7 separate regions of the Mus musculus genome follow, and all the other regions are linked to region 6. Evidence: chromatin contacts called from public HiChIP or PLAC-seq and promoter capture Hi-C data. All regions are on one chromosome and are shown on one strand. Each heading gives the region's core, a stretch centred on a gene start, on an enhancer-like site or on the middle of the called end of the contact. The rest is flanking DNA. Distances are from core to core; before and after follow the strand shown.

Evidence for each region. Promoter capture Hi-C pulls out the DNA fragments that hold promoters and counts their contacts. HiChIP or PLAC-seq counts read pairs in DNA pulled down with a chosen protein or histone mark.
Region 1: a promoter capture Hi-C map of liver shows a contact between it and region 6, with 3 times the contacts expected there. The contact joins the promoter of Hmces here to the promoter of Nfu1 in region 6. A contact is called at or near these places in 2 of 39 promoter capture datasets (hippocampal neurons and liver).
Region 2: a promoter capture Hi-C map of neutrophils shows a contact between it and region 6, with 4 times the contacts expected there. The contact joins the promoter of Snrpg here to the promoter of Nfu1 in region 6. A contact is called at or near these places in 3 of 39 promoter capture datasets (liver, neutrophils and pre-B cells) and 2 of 115 datasets of contacts at active chromatin or transcription factors (memory CD8 T cells and pro-B cells).
Region 3: a contact with region 6 is called in an H3K27ac HiChIP or PLAC-seq map of microglia, with 12 times the contacts expected there. The contact joins the promoter of C87436 here to the promoter of Nfu1 in region 6. A contact is called at or near these places in 7 of 39 promoter capture datasets (the 3T3-L1 cell line, hematopoietic stem and progenitor cells, hippocampal neurons and 3 more), 1 of 484 Hi-C or Micro-C datasets (Sertoli cells), 10 of 115 datasets of contacts at active chromatin or transcription factors (astrocytes, embryonic forebrain, embryonic stem cells and 6 more) and 2 of 9 other capture datasets (adipose tissue and liver).
Region 4: a contact with region 6 is called in a promoter capture Hi-C map of liver, with 2.2 times the contacts expected there. The contact joins the promoter of Prokr1 here to the promoter of Nfu1 in region 6. A contact is called at or near these places in 1 of 39 promoter capture datasets (liver) and 2 of 115 datasets of contacts at active chromatin or transcription factors (both in embryonic stem cells).
Region 5: a promoter capture Hi-C map of pre-B cells shows a contact between it and region 6, with 6 times the contacts expected there. The contact joins the promoter of Aplf here to the promoter of Nfu1 in region 6. A contact is called at or near these places in 7 of 39 promoter capture datasets (the 3T3-L1 cell line, 3T3-L1-derived adipocytes, hippocampal neurons and 3 more) and 1 of 115 datasets of contacts at active chromatin or transcription factors (large pre-B cells).
Region 7: a promoter capture Hi-C map of liver shows a contact between it and region 6, with 3 times the contacts expected there. The contact joins the promoter of Tia1 here to the promoter of Nfu1 in region 6. A contact is called at or near these places in 7 of 39 promoter capture datasets (the HPC-7 cell line, embryonic stem cells, liver and 3 more), 3 of 115 datasets of contacts at active chromatin or transcription factors (extraembryonic endoderm stem cells, large pre-B cells and memory CD8 T cells) and 2 of 9 other capture datasets (adipose tissue and liver).

The regions. Positions count from the first base shown.
Region 1 is chr6:87,912,409-87,915,546 of GRCm38.p6, reverse strand. It overlaps Hmces (5-hydroxymethylcytosine (hmC) binding, ES cell specific), which reads right to left and starts at 1,571. Exons shown (of 7, transcript NM_173737.2): 1 at 1,536-1,571; 2 at 852-1,056. The coding sequence starts at 1,034. It overlaps Copg1 (coatomer protein complex, subunit gamma 1), which reads right to left. Exons shown (of 24, transcript NM_017477.2): 24 at 1,952-3,138.
Region 2 is chr6:86,369,765-86,372,857 of GRCm38.p6, reverse strand. It overlaps Snrpg (small nuclear ribonucleoprotein polypeptide G), which reads right to left and starts at 1,318. Exons shown (of 4, transcript NM_026506.2): 1 at 1,244-1,318. The coding sequence starts at 1,275. It overlaps Fam136a (family with sequence similarity 136, member A), which reads right to left. Exons shown (of 3, transcript NM_025591.3): 3 at 2,800-3,093.
Region 3 is chr6:86,437,228-86,440,194 of GRCm38.p6, reverse strand. C87436 (expressed sequence C87436) reads right to left here and starts at 1,521. Exons shown (of 10, transcript NM_001364557.1): 1 at 1,348-1,521.
Region 4 is chr6:87,589,106-87,592,213 of GRCm38.p6, reverse strand. It overlaps Prokr1 (prokineticin receptor 1), which reads left to right and starts at 1,471. Exons shown (of 3, transcript NM_021381.4): 1 at 1,471-1,613.
Region 5 is chr6:87,670,804-87,673,551 of GRCm38.p6, reverse strand. It overlaps Aplf (aprataxin and PNKP like factor), which reads left to right and starts at 1,391. Exons shown (of 10, transcript NM_001372332.1): 1 at 1,391-1,692. The coding sequence starts at 1,597. It also overlaps E230015B07Rik.
Region 6 is chr6:87,008,520-87,011,233 of GRCm38.p6, reverse strand. It overlaps Nfu1 (NFU1 iron-sulfur cluster scaffold), which reads right to left and starts at 1,398. Exons shown (of 8, transcript NM_020045.3): 1 at 1,275-1,398. The coding sequence starts at 1,333.
Region 7 is chr6:86,402,887-86,405,636 of GRCm38.p6, reverse strand. It overlaps Tia1 (cytotoxic granule-associated RNA binding protein 1), which reads right to left and starts at 1,418. Exons shown (of 13, transcript NM_011585.4): 1 at 1,115-1,418. The coding sequence starts at 1,140. It overlaps n-TGccc4 (a tRNA gene), which reads right to left and starts at 1,744; the gene lies at 1,674-1,744.

The sequences.
Region 1 (3,138 bases), core at 322-2,821, 900 kb before region 6:
GACTGACCCCAAGGCTATGAGTATATGACATATGTTCTGTATCTCCGAGTAATATCACTAGCCCCAGACACACTGATTTTTTCTTTACATCTATTCGTGTGTATGTGTCTACTCTCTTGCGTGAATGCCACAGACTGGGAGTGGAATCAGAAGGCAGCTTGCAAGAGCTGGTTCTCTCCTAACAGGCAGCAAGTGTTCTCACCCACTGAGCCAGGCTGCAAGCTCTGTAAGCTCCACAAATCAGTTTTTTGAGACACAGTTTTACTATGCAGCCTTGACTAGCCTCCAACTCAGAGATCTGCCTTCCTCCGGCCTCCTAAGTGCTGGGATGAAAGGTGTGTGACACCACACTTGGGTTTTTGCTTTTTTGTTTTTAATATAAGGACAGATGACGCTGATAAATCAGTAATACTTGAAAAATGCGATCTTAAAAAAAAAAAGAGAGAGAGAGAGAGAGAGAGTCAAGCGTGTCAGAGTGTACACACCTGTAATACAGGATTCTGGAGACAGGCAGATTTGCTGAAAATCTGAGGTCAGCTGGGCCTCTATAGGGAGTTCCAGGACCGCCAGGGCTACATTCATAGTTAAGACTCTGTCTCAAAAGAATTCTTAAATGTATTCAGATATGAGGTTCACATAATTTGGGCATACATTCAAACAGTTTAACTGACCCTGAAGAATGCTGACTTATTTCTTGCAGAGACCCAGAGGGATTAGGGCCTTAATGTATCTGTAAAGGCTGCTTTTCGGGTCATTCCGGAGGCTGGGCAGATGGCGGCACATGGGTCACGAGTCAGATGGCCACGGCGATGCTGGCCCAGAAGCTCCGATGGTGCTGACACACTCCTTACCTTCTCAAAGTGCAGTCTGGAGAGCAGCACGGGGCTGCTGGACTGCGGGCTCTTGTTGTAGGAGGGGCAGTACTTGTCGGGGTCCCTCCACTGCGGGAGCCGCCGCCGGCCCTGCCGATCCTGATAGGCGCAGGCCCTGGTGAGAACCTCTCTGGGCAAGTGACAGGACGTTCGCCCGCACATACTTCAGCGCTGCCGCTCAGACCTAGAGAAAGTCACAAAACCCTAAGGTTCTCCTCCCTAGGTCACGCCAATCTCCCCGCGAAGCCACATCTTCCGCGGAGGCTCCGTTAGGTCAGCCAGTCCCGGCCACTGCGGGGCCCACAGTCCCCAAGCAGGCCCTCGGGTGGCGGGCGAGAAAGAAAGCCGCTCCTCCCAGGTTGTTTCCCACGGACGCAGCAGGGAAAGGTGAGAGCGCTCGGCTTTGACGCCAGCGACACTCGCGGGCCGCGGCCACCGCACTACCGCCCCGCGGGGACACGCTCAGGTCCCGGGCGGGGCCTTGTCGGCGCCAAGGCTCCAGCTCGGAACGTGGGCGGTCCTCGCCTGCCCGCCCGCCGGCGTCCCCTCCGCCGGGTCCTCTCTTCCGCCCGCTAGCTTCTCCTCAGCGCGGCCCTCCTCCCGCCCGCCCGTCCGTCCTCATCCCCTCAACGAGGCCCTCCCCACGCGCCCGCGTCCTCTCACCGCCCGAGGGTCTAGTCCACCCTTCCTCGCAGCTAGCGTCCGCCTAAGAGACGCCCGTCCCGCTCCTCGGTAACCCCGCCCCGCCCCCGACGTGACGTCGCGCCGTCGGGGTTCCCTCCCCACAGGTGGGGGTGTGGCTAGGTGAAGCAAGACAAAATGCACTGACCTGAGACAGGCACCCCAGGAGGCCTCAGGGTCCCCCTTCCCAGGCCGGAATCTGAAGCCAGAAAACCTGTGCTGCCCACCCTCAATGTGTAAGGCCATCCGAATTGAGACTCTCTAGCTATTCCCACAAACCCCTAAGGGTCAGGAAGCCCCACCTGGTTTCCTTTTTAACATTTGTGTGTGGGGTGTGTGCAAGCCTTTAAATAAAACTAGAGTAAGCTGTAATCTTCACAAAAGGAGGCTGACACCAATTTCTTTAATGAAGTTTATTTGAATGGAATGGCTTCCAGGCTATGACCAGGCCTGGGAGTAGAAGGGGAGGGTATTAGGCAGGAAGAATACAGTCAGGAAGGGCTAAGCAGGATGTGGCCTTGAAGGTCAGGCTTTCCTTTAAAGCCTGGAGAGGCCTTCATAAAGGGATGGAATGAGGCAGAGAGGCCAGGCAAGAGCAACTGCTCAGTCCCCAGGAGAGGGATGGAAGGTGGGGGACAGAGGGATGTCTTTAGGGAGCAGCCTTCAGGTCACCTACTTGAGAAAACCCCCCAAATGAGAAATCTCTTTATAACCTGTTAGGAAGTTTCACACCACGTTACTTAGTTCACCACTGCATGCCTGACCAAGTACATGGTGGAGCCAGGACCAGTCATGAAATAGGCCATAGCTAAAACAGCTTAACGATGCTCAAGTGTAGCCTGATGTCTTCATGTTATGGGATTCGGCTTAAAGGTGCAGGCCTCTGTTCTAATGTGTACATGTGCATGTGCATACAGTATACAGGTGTGCATGAGGTTAGGCGGCAACTATTGCAAAATGGTCCTCTCCTTCTACCAAGTGGGTAGTCCGTCCTGATAGGTACCTTTACCTGCTGAGCCATCTGAGTAGCCTCACAGGAGGTCCAGTTCTTCAAGTGTTTCCAACAGTTTAAACCACCTGATTTGAGTTTAAAGCCCAAGCCCTGAAGCATCCCCTAGGATTTCTTACTCCAGCCCAAAAGGAATGCAGATACTGTTTTTCCCACTCATAGACCCAGAGCAGATCATGACACCCTCTAAGGACCTTTGGACACCCATCCATCTACAGATGCCTGTAGATGAGTGGCTTACCAGACCTGCTAGCTGTTGTCATTCGGCTAGCCTTTAACCCCACCCTAAGCTTGGCACTGACAGTCCCGAGGGGCTATGCACACGCTCCATTTGGTGAAGGGAGGCCTCAGGGAGAAGTGGAGGCCCTGAGCACGAGCCTGCAGAAGCAGCAGTTATTCAAGAAATACATGCTGACTTATCATAGGGATGAGACGGTTTCTTTGAGTATAAATATTAAGAGAAAGTCTGAACATTTTATTCATTTGTCTCTCCTTGCAGGCATGGTGACAAAATCTACCCTAGCATTCCTGAATGATAGGATGGAATTAAAAAAAAAAATCTGTATTGACTCTTGA
Region 2 (3,093 bases), core at 69-2,568, 640 kb after region 6:
TCTGCCTATAGGCCTGCAAGCCAGAATAGGGTACCAGATCCTATTACAGATGGTTGTGAGTCACCATGTGGTTGCTGGGAATTGAACTCAGGACCTCTAGGAAGAGAAGTCAGTGCTCTCAACCTCTGAGCCAACTCTCTAGGCCCGGTTTAACAGATTCAGATTCAAACAAAACTGCAGGGGTTTCACACAGAGGGCTTTGATTAAAATGTGCACTCAAATACAAAAATCAGCAAATGTTGTTATCTTTCCCCTGCATTGGGGTCTTGACAGAACTTTACAGTAGCAAACAGGCTATACACAAGACAGATTATTTTCTGGCTACACCAGAAAAGACCCAGTATTAATCTTGTATTGAGCAACCCAATGACTATGTGCATATGCGACAGGTTCAGGCCAGTCAGAAGTGTCTGAGACCAAAGGGTCTGTCTGATTTTACTGGGTACAGAATAAAATTCTTCAGAAATTAGCTCTTTACAAGTAGAAAATGGATGTCCTTCCATGGATTTATTGCCAGAGCAAGATATTACACAACGTTTAAATGTAACTTGAATACAAGGACAGTGTATCAGAAACCTAGTTCTTGGGGCTGCAGATGGCCCAGCGCTTATTGCTTGTCCAGAGGACACGAGTCCAGCTATTATTAACCACGCCAGAGGGCTCACAACCTCCTACAAGTTCTGTTTCTGCAGATCCAATGCCCGCTTTGGCCTCCGCAGGAGCTGCACCCACGTGCACAAACATATAACTAAACATGTCTCTGAGCACCAAAAAGGGGAAAAAAAAACCCCAAAACTAAACCTAGCTCTCTTGATGAACGCAAATGAACGCGCACATTTATTGAAACACAAAACGCTACCTCACCTTAAACTTTTTGAGACACAGTGTCTTTTTTTTTTTTAAGCCTAGGCTGGTCTGGAACTCGCGGTAATTCTCCTGCCTAAGCTTCCTGAATATTGGCCCCATAGATCACAGCCAATCACGTCCGACTCCAATCGATCATTTTAAGCCCACGAGTCTCCGGTTCCTCACAACCATGCACCTCGACCGCTGCCCTGGTCCCCAACCAGGTTGCCTTTGGCTGCCCGCCTAGGAGAGCCCCAGCTTTGGGAAGACAGAGGCACCGGCACTGCAGTAACCATGCCGACCGGACCTTAGCGCCACTTCCGGCTCCCGCGACCGTCGGGACCAGCGGCGGCAGCCCGAGCGAGACAGAAGTCTCGATAGGGCCGACTCTACTCACTTCTTCAGCTCGGGAGGGTGGGCTTTGCTCATGGCGACTCCTCTGCGGGCTCGGCACAACGGCGAAGGAGTGAGCAGGCTCAGAAACGCGCGCAAGGCAGGCTTGGCGCTGGTGTCTGACGTCACCGCCGCGCGAGCCAATCGCCTTCGGAGAACATTACCTTTCATCTCGCGATATTGATGGGGATGTCTGAACCTGCGGACCAGAGCCACGCTTCCGGTTGCGTCGCCAGTGACAGGCCACGACGGAGAGGCTGTGTTCGGCTAAGCTTCCTTTGTGTAAAATTGAAGTGGCAGGTCACTTTAAAAACAGACCCCTTCATTTATATTTTATGTATGAGTGCTCTACATGTACACCTGCGCGCCAGGGGAGGACCTCAGATCCTACTATAGATGCTTGTGAGCCACCATGTGGGTGCTGGAATTGAACTCCAGAGCTCTGGGAGAACAGCCAGTGGTTTTAACTGCTGAAGCGTCTCTCCAGCCTGTGTGTCACTTCTTTTCTTTCCTTTTCCCACTTACTACACTTTTTTTCTCTTTACATTTTTGTCATTTCCCCTGCCCCTTCCTCATTGTTTTTGACGTAATTCATGCTGGCTTCGAGTTCACTGTGTAGTCAACGCTGGCTTTGAACTGTTGCTTCCCGTGCTAGAATCAACGGCATCTGCACCACGCTGCCCTTAATTTCCTAAGCACATCCAGGCGAAGCCGAGGGCTCCTGAAGCACAGAATAGCTTGTCCGCATCAGTAGCAGGAAGGTGGCTAGGCGGATTCTCTTGAGGACGTGAATCCAGTGTCTGGGGTATTTCTGATTCATCAATTCTGCAATTCTAACGCTGCCTTCAGAACCCACTTAGCACACTACAGTCCATACATAAAAGCTGAGGAGTACCACACAAGTCCTGAGGTATTGAGCTTGCCCCTGCCTCCTGAGGGCTGGGAATAAAGGTGTGCACTCTCCCAGGGTGGTGGCACTGCCCTCAGTGCACTGGGCTCTCTCATGGTAGTCATTAATGACCCACAGACATGTCCAGAGACCTGTTAGATGGAAGCAGCTCTTCAATTGAGGTTCTCCTCATGATTAGTTTGTCATCAACAAAAAAATAGCACAAGAATGCTTAGCTATACACTCTCCCCACCACTTGCTGTGCTAGTTGAAACTAGAAAACGAACATGAATAATGATAGTCTTTAGCAAAGACTGACCTCAAAGCAGGAGGGAAATCCTCAGCTTGCCTTACAGTACTGAAATTACAGTATGCACCTTTTACAATTTAGTTATAATATGTAAGTACACTGTAGCTGTCTTCAGACACTCCAGAAGAGGGCGCCAGATCTCATTAGGATGGTTGTGAGCCACCATGTGGTTGCTGGGATTTGAACTCAGGACCTTCGGAAGAGTTTTCTTAACTGCTGAGCCATCTTTTCAGCCCCCCCCCCCATGTACCTTTAATCCTAAGTTATCTTTTCAACATTAACAGCTTTCAAGTTATGATGCTCTCTGCCTTCCTCTTGGTGTTTCCCATTTACTGATATATCACTACCCATAAGAAAAAGGTGGAGACAATGAAACTTTATTTAAAAACCAAACCACTTGGAAAATATATTGCAGGCTTGACACAGCAAAAAGACAGATGTATCACTGTTTCAAGTAATTAATTGGTATAAATACAACATAGTACTTATCCAAAAGATAAGGTGCTATGTTGGGCCAGCAACACTGCACTGCAAAGAAAATAAAAAATAAAAACCACCCAGGCAAAAATGGCATTTGGCAAGAAAGTGTGTGCCTCTCTTGTTCTACAGTGGTCCTACCCATCTGTGGCCCAAGTTGCTCAGTTTCTGGCTTTCT
Region 3 (2,967 bases), core at 272-2,771, 570 kb after region 6:
CTGAAACCTATTTCCTGTGTCAGGCTATGTGCATATGAGTACAGGCAGCCATAGCCAACAGGCTGCACTGCATATGTCTGGAACTGTAGTTACAGGTGCTTGTGAGCTACTAGACATGGGTGCCGGGGACTCAACTCAGATCCTCTGCAAGAGCAGTATGTATTCTTAACTACTGGGTGGTCTTTCCAGCTCCCACCTCTTTTTTGAAGATAGGGTCTTACTATGTACACCTGGCTGTACTCAATATGTGGACCAGGCTGGCATCCAAATCACAGATATCCCTCTATGAGATTTTGTACCTGCAGAATAGGAAAAGGACTTCCATTAAAGAACTAAGTACAGTGTGCTGAGTAAGATGCGACTGTAAAGCCATTAAAAACAGTTGAGATCTGTATACCAGTAACAAAGCTTAGTGCTTTGTGTATGCTATGCTTGGTTTTGAAAGGAAAGGAAAGGGGAAAATGGGGCTGCAGAGATGGCTAGTGGTTAAAAGTGTGTATTGCTCTTTTAGAGGGCCCAAGTTTGGTTCCAAGCAGTAACATCAGGGCTCATCTGCCTAAAACTCTTAATTCTGGGAAGTCCAACTCCTTTGACACACTGGATATACACACATGCATACACAAAAATCTTTTTTTAGAAAAGACTTTAAGGACACAGCATAGTTGTCTATTTCCTCAGCAGTAATTTGAGACCCGAGAAATGGAGGTTTAATCTCATTTTTTTTACTATTCGAATTTGAAAACATGTATCACTACGAATTATTACAGAGTTTTTTTCTTATTTTCCTTTTTTGGGGTGTGGTGGGGCGGGAGGTAGGGGGCAGGATTTCTTTGTATCGCTCTGGCTGTCCTGGGATGGACCGGGGAAGCCTCGAACTCAGAGACTCGCCAGTCTCTGCCTGTAGAGTTCTGGTATTAAAGGAGCTCGTCACCATACCCAGTTTGTTCTTTTCTTTTTGAGACAAGGTCTGTTATGTAGCCTAGCTGTCCTGGAATTTGAGATCTTCTTGCCTTCGCCTCCCGAGTGCTGGGATGACAGGCTGCGCCACCACGCCCGGCTTGCAGACTCTGTCTTAAAAAAGGATACACAAGGAACGCGACTTGTGAAGGAGCTCCGCTGGAAACCTGAAGGGTCTCCCGATGATTGTCTCTTCTCAGCAAGAGGGTGAGCAGCGCCTGGCGCTGGCTGAGGGAACCCGAGGCGCGGTAGGCTGCCCCCTGTCCCATGCGGCCGCTGAGCTGGTCGGTGTGGGGACGCTGTTTTGGGCACGTGAACACCGCCCCAAGTAAGAAAGAAGTATTCGAGTGCATGCATTCACACAAGGGATCCTGTGGAGGCGCTATTTACCCATTTTAGGAATAAAACTGTCTGGTTGGATCGAGACGTCACAGCTCGCAGACCTTTACTGATTGTAGAATCAGCCCGGTCACTGTCAAATAACAGAGTCCGGGCCACAATTCCTCGGTGTTGTTTAGGGGAGCGCGCCTAAGCTCAGCTTCCGGGAACGGCCGGCTGGAAAACGCACTTCCCATGCGACCCGCTTCCCGGCATCCTGCGCAAAACGCCCACTTCCGGCGGCGTCAAACTGAGGGCCCAGCAAAAATGTCAGCAGTCCGACACGCAGTTCCCCGAACACTTTTTCCGCCTCTGTTCCCACCCTAAGCCGTGCTCCGCCGGTGCTTGGCCTCTCCCACTTTGCCCCCTTACCTGCCTCGCAACTCTAGGAATCTCGTTGGTGACGACCCTCGCCGCGTCTCTTCTCCTTTTACAAACGGACTTTTACAAACACGTCCAAACTGTTTGCTTGTAACGACGGTCGTTATTGGTCAGATCAGCCCACGTGCGCCAAGGGCCCGCTCACCTCCGCTGAAGTGGCACCATGGGATTTGTAGTATTTCAGGGGAGTGCTCTCTTTTGGAAAACTACAGAGAAGGCTCAGGGTGCTGACACTTTGTGGCTTTACCTAAACGTACAGAACACACCAGCAAGGGCTTCCCGGTGGTCCCTAGTACATCGAACCTGAACAATTCTGTGCTGAAAACAGTTTTACTGGAATCGGAAGCAGAGCTCGCCTGAGCTTGTATGGTTTTCTCTCGCTTCGCTCTTACACATTATTGAACGACTCCCCCCTTGGAAAGAGCCGAAATAGACTTTATGTATATTTGTTCTTCAGAATCGTAAATCCCCGGCACCAATATTGTGTTTCCTGGAACTCTTTCTGTAGATCAGGCTGGTCTCGAACATAGATCCGCGGGCCTCTTCCCTCCAATGTGTTGGGATTAAAGACATGTGCCACCACCGCACTTCAGAAACACTCGGAAAGCTATGGTGCCTTAGGTGAGGCCGGTGTGTTCCCATAGCTTGGACACCTACTGGTGGTGCGCTGTAGGCACAATTGCTTTGCTCTAGCCAAATTTTACTTTTCTCCGTTACAGTGGCCCTTTTCTGGGATCAGATTTTTCTAATATTGTTTCAGAAACTGAAGGAACTAAAAAAAGAGATGTTTCCTCTCGCCACAATTTTTATTTGCTGTTAAGTTCAAAAGCATTCATATTTATACCTGGATCACATGGCTAGTTAGTTCCTAGCAACTGCCTCAAGTGGTGACCAGAGAGCATCAACCCTCATTTCTTTGCCTGGCATTGGGAAGTGTTTCTCCTTTGTTCTATAGTTCAATGTCAAGCCCTCCAATAGAGAGACATGCAGACAACATCTTTCTGGATGCTGTTTCTCTCCTTTCTCATTAAGTGTGCAGTGGTTCATGAAAGACCTTGTGATCCTCACCTCCCTGTCTTCAGAACCAGCCAACTTGGGTGTCCTCACACCAAGCTCTCCCAGGCTGCAATTTTCAACTGACATTTAAAAAAAAACAAAAAACAAAACAAAACAAAAAAAGCAGATAAAAACAAACAAAACAAAACAAAAAGCCGGGCCGTGGTGGCACACGCCTTTAATCACAGCACTTGG
Region 4 (3,108 bases), core at 222-2,721, 580 kb before region 6:
CTCCATTGGGGGCCCTGTGTTCCATCTTATCGATGACTGTGAACATCCACTTCTGTATTTGCCAGGCACTGGCATAGCCTCATACGAGACAGCTATAACAGGGTCCCTTCAGCAAAATCTTTCTGGCATATGCAATAGTGTCTGGGTTTGGTGGCTGATTATGGGATGGATCCCCGGGTGGGGTAGTCTCTGGATAGTCCATCCTTTCGTCTTAGCTCCAAACTTTGTCGATGTAACTCCTTTCATGGGTATTTTGTTCCCTAATCTAAGGAGGAATGACGTATCCACTCATTGGTCTTCCCTCTTCTTGATTTTCTTGTGTTTTGATTGCATCCTTTCTTAACCTCACCCTTACTTTGACAAGCCGGTTTTGTCCAGTGTTGGTTACAGCAATGAGGAAAATAATTAATACACGTGGCTTCAGGGCTGCCCACACTGTAACAGAATTTGCAAACATCTCTTTGAGGCCCTGTATTTATTTGATTTTTTTGAGACCCTGTATTTATTTGATTTTTTTGAGACCCTGTATTTATTTGATTTTAAGGAATTACCTGGAGTGGAGATGCTGGGTGGTAGGGAAAGCCTTTTTTTTTTTTTTTTTTTTTTCTTTTGAGGAAGCATTGTACTATTTCCCACAGCTGCCACGCCATTTTACACCTCTGCCACTGCACACGAGAGTTATACCTGTTACAGTTCACACACATTGAAGGCTTAGTAAACTGCGAAGATATGCACACACTCCTTTGTTTTCTTTGTATCAGTTGATTGACATTGTGTTGCTTCTGCCCTTTGATGACAGTGACTAGAGCTGCTGTGGGGATCGGTGTACACATACCTAAATTCCTGCTTTCAATTTTTTTTCCAGTCGTGTATTTTAGATGGGATTGCTGGCTGCATGGTGATTCCTATTTAACACTTGGAAACCTGGTCATGCTGCTGAGCAGACATGGCATAGAGGCTTCCTTCCTGAATCCATTCTCCAGAAATCCCTAAGAGCTTACCACAGAGGCCAGGCAGCAGACAATGCTCTCAGCTGAGGGCTGCAGAGATAAGCCCAGGGGTGAGGTCTGAGCGCTCCCAGCCAGGGAGAACAGCAGGGGAAGGGATTCTCTGTCCTTTGAAGGCGCCAAGCTCCCGTGACCAGTCCGCCCACTCGGGCGGCAATGGGCCAGTGAACTCGAGGTGCCAGGGGCTCAAGAAAGGCAGAGCCTGGTCACACCATGCAGGGTCGCCTTAGAGTTGGTGCTCAGGCGACACACGGAGCCACACATTCTGCATCCTGACACTTCAGCATCCTCAGTTCCACTCGACTTAGGGACCTGTCCCCAGAGTGAGGGATAGAGAGTGAAAGATGGGAACAGAAGGGAGAGGAAAGTGGAGAGACAGCAGGAGGGAGATCACTGAATATGGGCGGGAACATCGGGGCGGGGCGGAGACAGCGTGCTGTGGGCGGGGCTGGCTGGCCTTAGCCTCTGCTCAGTGTGTCCGTCCGCCGAAGTAGTAGGAGGCCAGCTGCCACTCGAGCACGGAAAGACCCTCAGAAGACAGAGGTGCTCCTAGCCCTTGCTGCAGAGCTCCGGAGGAGCGTCTGAGATCCTCGCTCTGGTTCGCAGGTACCGACAGCCCCGGAGACGCTCTGAGAACCACGTGTAGAGGGTGGACGGAGCCTAGACTGCCCGCTCACAGCCTTAGGTGAATGAAGAGGGTCCTTGGGGACTGCAGCCCCAGCAGCAGAGGACATAAGGTAGTGGGCTGCTCCCCAGGGCGAGAACAATTCCAGGAAAGACCAGGGGACAAGTCCTCCAACCGTCTCTCTCTCCTAGGCGATTCTGGACCGTTTCTTTAAATCCTAACTTTGAGCCGAGCTGGCAGCATGCTTGTAGAGGTACCCCTCAGAAGGGATGAGCCTGGGCTCCGGGCAGCGTCTGCTGGCCTCTCAGCTCTGCCTTCTGCCTCTTATCTAATGGGAGCAGAGCTGGGGGGGGGGGGGGGGGCTGAGCTGACCAGGAGAGAAGGGCAAAGCCTACGAAAGAACTGTGAGAGGGCTCAGGTGGGACGAACCTCCTGGGGTGCGGAGGGACTTCAGCCCTGCCCCCTTATCACTGGGCAGCAGGCTTTTGGGGCAAATCTTGGGGACAACTTACTTCCTCCCTTTCCCAGGATCTCAGATTGAGCAATTTTATTTCCTTCTGACATTTAGGGTGTACTCCAGACCCCGATCTTCTCCCATATCCAGTTCCCTGGCCTGATGCCTTGGGAGAGGTGTAAGGAAAAGTCAGGAGGGAGATTCACTACTGACAGACCCTCTCTCCCCATCCCTGCCCTGCGGGATGCTGGTCTTTAGTCCAGGATTCCCTCCCTTCCTTGCAGCTGGCCTGGAGGCCTGAGCACTGACTTGGGTGGTTCTGGGGCATAGCACTCACTGCCTCTCCAACAGCTCTGATCTTTACAGACAGTATCGATCTGCCTGGAGGATGTTAAAACCCTGCGTGTTTAAACTGAAAACCGTGCGTGTTTAAGCTGTTAACCTGAGGACACACCTCTCACCAAGGGGTTTTGCTCTCAGGTTTCCCTTCTAGCCCTCTGGGTTAAGTGACAGCTTGTGACTGTGACCTTCGACTAGGACGAGCCTTGGCACATAGTGTGCCAAGCTTGTAGAGCCACAGCAGGTTTTTGACAGGGACACAGGAAGCTTGCAGAAGCCTTCCAGTAGGAGGGCTCTGTAAACGGAGGCTCCAGGTTCGGTTCTCTGTGTTCAGGGCTCTGTGAATTTGCAGTTGTGCTATGCTGAGCCCCAAGACGAGTCCTTTCTTTCCAGCTGTGGGAAGCAGCTATTGCTACCTCAGAATGGGGCTGTCCACAAGGACAAAGTTCAGGTGTTCACACAGGGATTGGGGTTTAGGACAGGCCTCCTCTGCGTTCCACCGTCTCACCCTCGCAGCTTGAGGAAGAGCATAGCTTTTTGGTTTTCATTGGAGTGGAAATAAATGGAGCTGGAGCCTGTCTTCCCGGCCCTCCAGCCTTCCCCGGCTGAGTGGATATGTGGTTTGCATTCTCCTGGGTTCTCTCACTGGCCCTTTCTTCCACTCCATTATCTGTGTGTGCCGT
Region 5 (2,748 bases), core at 142-2,641, 660 kb before region 6:
TTTGGTTTTCTGGTTCTGTATAGATTTCATTGGAGTTTTGATTAGGAAGAGGGACAAAGAGCTCCAAGGTCCCCAAGTTCATCTTCAGCCTCCTAAAGTAAGGCTAAGGTTTAAGTAGGGGGCCAGCATTTGAATATCTGAGCCATCTCCAGTTGCAAGGTGTGGCCCTGCCCATTACTGCTGAGGTTCTAGTGCTTCAGCAAGGCATTCTGACAAATTGACGGGACTGTGAAATCTCTCCGGGGGAAAGTCTCTCGTCTTGATGGGTCTGCCTTTTGACTTTTTAATCCAGCATGAGATTACTAAGGAAAATTCCAGTCTCTTAAGGCCCACTGTTCTGAGAGCCAAAATGAGGGTCACAGTGACTCTTTAGAATAACTCCATTTCCCCTAGGCTTGTGACAAGGTGGCCTCTTGGGGAAGAGAAGACCTTGTGCCTCCTGGAGGCATTAGGGGATAAGACTCCAACTCCATGACCTTCTGCAGAGTCCTGTAGTACAGGCTTTAATATGGAAGAGAAAGCCCTCCAGACACAGGCCTAGCTGAGGCTGTCCTCAGCCACAAGAAAGGAAAAGATCTTAAGAGAGCAGTGCCAAACTCTGGGCCAGGCTTCCTCCAAAGAGAAAGTTCCCTCTAGCTGGGAGCCCTGAGCTTAGCAACTGGCTTCTCCATAGAAAAGACCACCTTTCCCCTCCATCCCGTCCCTGTAGGTTTGCCCCCCACCCTCGGACCCTAGGTTTGCTTCCCCCAGTCCAGGCCTCCACCAAAGAGAAAGACAGGCCTGCTACAGATCCCAGCCAGAGAATATGCCTCTTTTATAGAGAAGGAAGATTCTCCGGCCCCGTGGGCCAAGTGTCTGAGCCAGGCCTTTGAAAATAGAAGCTCCACTGGCTGCAGATCCATCCCCAAATGAGTATGGGGCGCCTGCACAGGAAAGTTAATGACCCTCTTGAGGCTGAACCCTAAAAATCTAAGTCCAGACATACTTCTTGGAGTAGGGAAGACAGTCCTGCCACGGAGGCCTTATTCTAGCCGAAGCTGTCTCCTTATGGAAGAGAAGGGGAAGAAGCAGATACACACATCATACTCCATTGGGAAAAGAACATCCCCCTGTTGAAGTCACAGGGCCACGGGCCAGCACTGTGGTTCATTTAAAAACTCAGGCCAACCCTCTCCTAAGGCCTTGACGTCAGCACTACTCTAGCCCCACCCCTGCCCAAGCACGAATCAACCTAGGCGCAGAGATGCGCGTATTGCCTTCTGGGATTGGTAGTTTTTCCATGCAGTCTGTACTCCGGAAAGGAGCCGAAGGGAGGTGTCAGGAACTACAAGACCCAGCGTTCCATGAGTCCTGTGAGAGGAAGTGCTGGAAGATTGTGGGTGTGCGTTCCAGTTTTTAAGCTGTAGTTTGGCGGTCTGTTGACAGGTATTCCCTGCACGAATCACAGGCTCTCAAGGAGTGGGGATTCCGGAAAGGGAAGAAGCACACTCACCAGGAAAGGAGCCTCGGGTTTCACACCCCTTCGGGCCATGCCCAGCGTGCCTGAGGGAGGTGGCTACGAGGTATCTCCTGGCGAAGGAACCTTCTCTTACCGCCATGCCTTCGGACTTCTTTCTGCAGCCTCTGGACGGCGGTCCCCGCGTGCCCGTGGGGCCGGGGCAGACTGTGATAGGCCGCGGGCCGCTGCTGGGAGTAAGTGTGGGAGGTAGTGTGGGCGTGGGCAGCCAGAGCTTGCTCAGCCGAGGCTGTCTCTTGTCTCCTGAGCTTGGGAACTCCGCGTCTTGGCTCTGCTTGTCAAGATTTTATAGGTTTGGGGCAGTAGGTTTTCAAACAACGTTAGTCAAGTCCCAGACATTTCTTTTTGGTGCCTGTATGGTTCGAGTATGGACCGAGTTAACATCATTAGCCTATCCAGCTGGCAAACGAGGGCCAAATCCAAGTTGAGCTAAGTTCGGGTTGTAAGATGTAAAATGTAAACAGACCAACTAAACAAAACCGCTGCTAGTATTTAAAGACGTATAGTACTCTAAAGGTTAATGTGTTGCATGTTGACCTACAAAGCTTACAATATTTACGGTACTGTATGAGCCATAACAGGGAAGGTTAATCACCTCCCTTAAGCTAACTTCTTTTATCTCCTTGCCTTCTCTGCTGGGCTGGTGGGCCTTACCAATAATAGCAGTATCCCTTTTGGTAGTATCAGTAGCTGTCTTTAAGTTGTCTGGGTAGTGAACCAGTCATTGTTCTAAAGAGATGACTTTAATTTACTACTTCCAAAACTTTTTGAGTTAGGTGCTTTTTATTAGCCTTGTTCAAATGAGAAAGTTGGAGTATAAACTGGTCATTTAAAGGTGATACATGTACAAATGGCCACTATGCTATATATTCTTTACCCTCTTTGGGAGGAGTAGGAACCAAACCGTTTGCAGTTTGCACTATGAAATTATATTTGGTGGTATTAAACCATTTAGCATTGCCACAAGACCTATCATTTACAAAGGCCACTCTAGAGAACCTGGCGGTCGAGTTGAAATATCACAAGGGAGAGATGGGCTAGCCATTAAGAGCCTGGAATTTATTACAGAGGACTGGCTTCCCAGCACTTATGTCAGGCAATTCACAAATGCTTGTAATTCTGCCTCTCTGGGCAATGTACACACATGCATATCCTAACATACAGGTATACATATATAGTAAAAAATAAAATTTTAAAAATTCACAAAAAATTGTTTTTAAAAATCTCTGCCA
Region 6 (2,714 bases), core at 149-2,648:
CAAATTCCATGTTATAAAAATGCCCATGACAAGCAGGGCGTGGTGGCACACGCCTTTAATCTCAGCACTCGGGAGGCAGAGGCAGGCGGATTACTGAGTTCGAGGCCAGCCTGGTCTACAGAGTGAGTTCCAGGACAGTCAGGGCTACACAGAGAAACCCTGTCTCGAGAATCGAAAAAAAAAAAAATGCCGATGACAGAAATAGCTAATTAAATGTCATACCCAGGAGAAGACCCTTGGCAACCAGAGTCCCCAGTAAGTGTCTTGGATCCTGGGGTTTCCCCCGGCCTGATCTGCTGGATGGTGTACCTGCTTTGGTGCTGTGCCCTCTGGCTGCTTGCTCTCTTATGCTAGGACTATGTGCTGCATCCTTATTAGACGCACTCATTTGAAACAAAAGGCGTGCAGAGCATTGTAGATCACTCTCCCTAAGGAACACCTAGCAATAAGGGCCACACCAGGCCACACAGTGAGCGTTCAGTAAATGGTAGCTGTTATCACTACGTGGTAACTAGTAACTATTCTTTAAGTGAATGGAGTGGATACTCCAGGATTTGGAAACACCCTAATATTCCTTCAACCCTGGGAAAAAGCAGCAAGCGTGGATAAACCAGAAGTATACTCTGGCAGGAAGTTTTGAAGTCTAACCGATCTTGAGTAAAGTAACTGAAGGGGAGTCATCGAAAACAGGTGGGCAGGGGGTAACCCACAAAATCCTTCTGTTAATCTGCTATTTTTATGAGATACATTTAGGAGTTTTAAAACGGGGGTGGTGGGGTGGTGGAGGGTGTCTCATAAATAGTCTAACCTGGCCTTGAACTCCTGGTCTTCCTGCCTTCACCTTTCAAGTATTGGGATGACAGATGATGAGGGATTCTATGCTAGCCTGATGAAATGCATTTGAAACTTCAAGTTGGCATCAGCATTCTGTCAGGCCCCTTTCTATAGTTGTCACACTCGGGTCTGACAGATATCTGAGGGAGTGGCTCTAGAAGAGGAACAGGACGCACTCGCACAAGCCTGGGCGGTGGACTTCCTCGAGTCACTCACTTCTCTCCGAGCCGTGATCTCCCTGGAAAGGGAACGACAGGACACGACACAACCCCGGGACCGCTCTTCCCTTCGGAGCCACATTCCCGTGGGATTTACAAGGGACATCCGTGGAAGGTGGCTGGCCTCGGGCTCTGGAGCCAGGACAAGGGTCCCTCAGACGCCAGCTCCTGCCTGTGAGAAGGCAGCGACAGGGATCTGCTAGCCAGGGAGCCAACACCTACCGCCTGCACAGCCGGACTACACCGACCGCTGCTCCCCATGCCCGCTCGGCCGCCGCCATCACTTCAGTGCCAGTGCGCTTGCGCGGACCCGCCTCCTTCTTGTCTCCAAGTCCTACGCAGACTCAGGCCCTGCAGAGAGGGCGGTCCGGGGACGCCGGTTCCTTACAAGTTGAGGGCGGTGCTGCAGGTGGCCTTTCCGCCCTCCTTTTACTGAAAGTAGATTTTTTTCCCTCACATAATATATCCAGATTACAGTTTCCCTTCCCTCTATTTCCTCCAATTTCCCCACACTTCCCCTCCGAATTCACCCCCTTTCTGTCGCTCATTAGAAAACAAACAGGCTTCTAAGGGAATATATGATATATGATATAACAAAACCTAACACATCAGAATAGGACAAAACAAACAAGGAAAAGAGTTCAAGAAATGCATATAAGTGCAGAGACACACTTGTTCACATATGCAAGAGTCCCGTGAAAATACAAAGCTGGAATGTTGCGGTAAATCTCCAATCCAAATATGCCTCAGCAATGAAAACACAACACAGTTAATATGAATACATATGTGCACCTAGTTTGGACAGATCTACCGCTACACGACCATCTTCCACATCTATGAGACCCCTTAGAGCTTGCAGTTTCTCCAGGCCATGTGCTTCTGCTCCGCTTTTCTTCTTCCTCCTCCTCCTCCGCGTCCTCTCCTTCATCCATTTTCTCCTTCTTCTTTCTCCACCTTCCATTCCACCTTCCCTTTTATCTGCCCAATCATCAGCTCTCCTTTATTTTACAAATTAAGGTGGGAAGCAGGTTTACAGGAAATCACCTGAGCGCTGACTCATTCCTTGTTCAAAACCACACACAGGAAAACGGAATTAACATAAAATATAATTAGCCCCAGGGCTATCGACAACACTGGAAGCCATAATATATATGAAAAGGGACCTACAGGGCAAAGCGGGGAGGGAGGGATGAAGAAAGGGAAAGAGAGAAAAATTGTAAAATATATGTATACATAAAATAAAAAACAAAAACAATGTAATGTAAACAAAAATGTGTAATTAAATAAATATACAAACCCAAAGTCCTAGCTTAACATTATGTGACCAGGGACCTTCAAAGATGCCAGTGAGCTGGTTCTTTGTTGACCATTCTACAGCTGGACACGTGGCCTACACTTAGGAATAGTTTGTCCTCCACGGCGAGATGGCTCCATGGGTAAGCGCACTGACTGCTCTTCCCAAGGTCCTGAGTTCAATTCCCAGCAACCACGTGGTGGCTCACAACCACCTGTAATGAGATCTGAAGCCCTCTTCTGGTGCATCTGAAGTCAGCTACACTGTACTTATGTAGAATAATAAGTAAACGTTTGGGTCGGAGCAAGCAGGGACTGAGTGAGCAGAGTTGACCGGAACGAGTGGGCCGACCGGATGGAGCAGAGATA
Region 7 (2,750 bases), core at 169-2,668, 610 kb after region 6:
GAGGGGAAAAAGAATAACGTATCTGTACTTCAGAACAATTTTAATAACTAGAAAATGTCAAAAAGAACCCTAAATGTACATAGCTCTAAAAGTACCAGGATTCTAGAAATAAAAAGCTATGGCAGGAACTAGGTGCAGAGTTAAGGCCCGTAACATGATACATGTTCATCCTACTTCATTTATATGAACTATATGCACGATACATCAAGTTGCAATCTTCAAATATACCGGGAGAAAAAAACAACAACCAAAACCCACAATTTCTTGAGCTTTTCTTTTTTGCCCTGTGAAACCCAACAAAGGCACAACCGCCTCAACCCGTGCGTTGAAAAACAAAGAATGCAAGGGGAAGTTACATGACAAAGACAATATCCTAGACTCGAGTTACAAAATATTCACTAAAGATGCTTACACCTGACTGACCACAGTTACTCCATTAATAAAAATGTCAACCACTAGTCGCAAATGGTGGTAAATATGTTTTAATGAAACCCACTTTCCCTCGGTAGATGCATCCCTCCGAGTGAGATTTCCATTTTTTAAGAACGGTTTCAACATCCTTGGGTGTCCAGTTAGGTTTTTTGGTCGAGGGTCAGGGGAGTACTACAGAGGGAAAGCCGAAGACCTTCGAGAAAGATGTCTGGCTTTTTTTTTTTTTTTCTTTCCAGTTCTCAACTGCAAGTATAAAGTTTTTAACCTCAGCCTTCAAGAATTAAAAATGAAAAAAATCCTACCAAAAGAAAAGAGAAAGGACGTTCCAGATGGAAATCTGGAAAAGATTCATCGAAAAGAGGGGGCGGGGAAAAAAAGGACGCAAGCATGGGACTCCAGGAGGACGTGCCGAGTCCTGAGGAGAGCTTTGAATGAAAAGTCCTTCCTCCAGGTCTGGGGGCCGCGGGTGCAGCCAGCCGAGGGGTGACAGGGGCCGAGCCCCTCTCCCGCCATCGTCCTCTCGGCCCGGCTCGGCTCTAAGCATCCTGGCGTGCGCACGGGAGGGAGGAACCACCACAGCGCGGCGTCCACGGAGAACAATAGGCTGCAGAGAGGCGCAGGGCCGCGGCCTCCCTACGGGGCGACCACCATCCCGCCTCCCTCAACGCTGCTCCAGACTCACAGAGTCTTGGGCATCTCGTCCTCCATGGCTGCTGCGGTCGCGGCGGCACCTCAGGGTCCAGCTCCCTGCCCTTCGCTACCTCCCAAATCCTTGAGGCGGGCTATGGCTGCGGAAGAGCCGGCCTCCTCGCTTGACCGGAGGCTACTTCGCTTTCTTCTTTGGCAGCGATTACACAAAAAAAGGCCCGGCCTACCGCGAACAATGAAACCCCGATCCAAGATGGCGGCGAGCCGGACGCCTAGGAGCCGGCAGCCGAGTGACCCGTGCCGCGCATGCGCACAGCCAGCTAGCATGCTCACCCTCCTGGCAGCCGGGTTTAGGCTTCAAGGACGGGGTTCACTTGGTGCGCAGCCGCGCTGCCACCAGGCAAGGGATGGCTCAGAGTGCGCAGACGCAATGCCAGTAGTTTAGGATTTCTGTAGTTTCAGAGCGGAGTGTTTCATTTGTGAATTATATAGTGAAATTAAAAATCCTTGGGGAGGTTAAAGAAATAAAATAGCAGGTGTTTTTCTAGCAGGAAAATTTTCTTTTTGCACACTATTTAAAGAGAGAAAAGACATGCGCCGCCCGGGAATCGAACCCGGGTCGCAAGAATGGGAATCTTGCATGATACCACTACACCAGCGGCGCTGTTGAGGATTTGGGCGTCCGAAAACTCATAGGAGATACGTTAGTATCTCTGCCTATTGGATTCTTGATTTATGTAAATGAAAATTAGAACGAATTGATACTTGCACTTTTTCCGTTGCTTTATGAAACGATTCATTCTTTCTCATACCAATGCTGTTGAGTGGCTGTTTGAGAAAAATCTCGACTTTCATTTTTGCTTATTATTTAGAAGTAAGAGTTGTGGTAAGAAAATAAGGTCTACTTGACAATAAGCAATACTTTGCGAGCAGGAATCATATTTATGTCTGGATTTCTTTTGTATACCCAATGTAATCGAAAAGCTGGTAATAACAGAGTTACTGTTGCAAATTGGTGAGAAGAATCTCAACAGTCAGCCCTTGCTTAGGGTTCAGAGTTATGGCTCTGGAATGTGGTTCCGGTACTTTTTTTTATCCTTTCTTATTACACTATACATATTATGTAAAGCATTTATTAAAGACGTGAAAGTTTTTGTATCCAATGTCGTTCTTTTACATCAGTGGTCCTCAAGATTCCTAATGTTGCGACCTTTTAATACAGTTCCTGGCATTGTAGTGACCCCAACCATAACAGTACTTTTGTTGCTACTTCATAACTGTAATTTTGTTACTGATATGAATTGTAATGTAAATACTTTCAGCGATAGAGGGGTGGTAAAGGGGTCGCGACCCACAGGTTGAGAACCAATTGCGTACTCTGCCATATTTGGGATTCCCTCTCTCTTTCCTTCTTCCTCCCTCCTTTCCTTCCTTCTTTTCTTTCAACTTTTCTGTTTTTCAAGACAGGGGGTCTCTGTGCAGAACTGGCTGTCCTGGAATTAGCTCTGTAGACTAAACTAGCTTCAAACTCAAAAGATCCTCTTGCCTCTGCCTCCCTAATGCTGGGATTAAAAGCATGAGCCACCACCACCCCACATTTGGGAGTTCTACTTCTATAATTATCTCTAGAGTACGTCATATTTTCAGATTATATAGAGTCTATATTATAG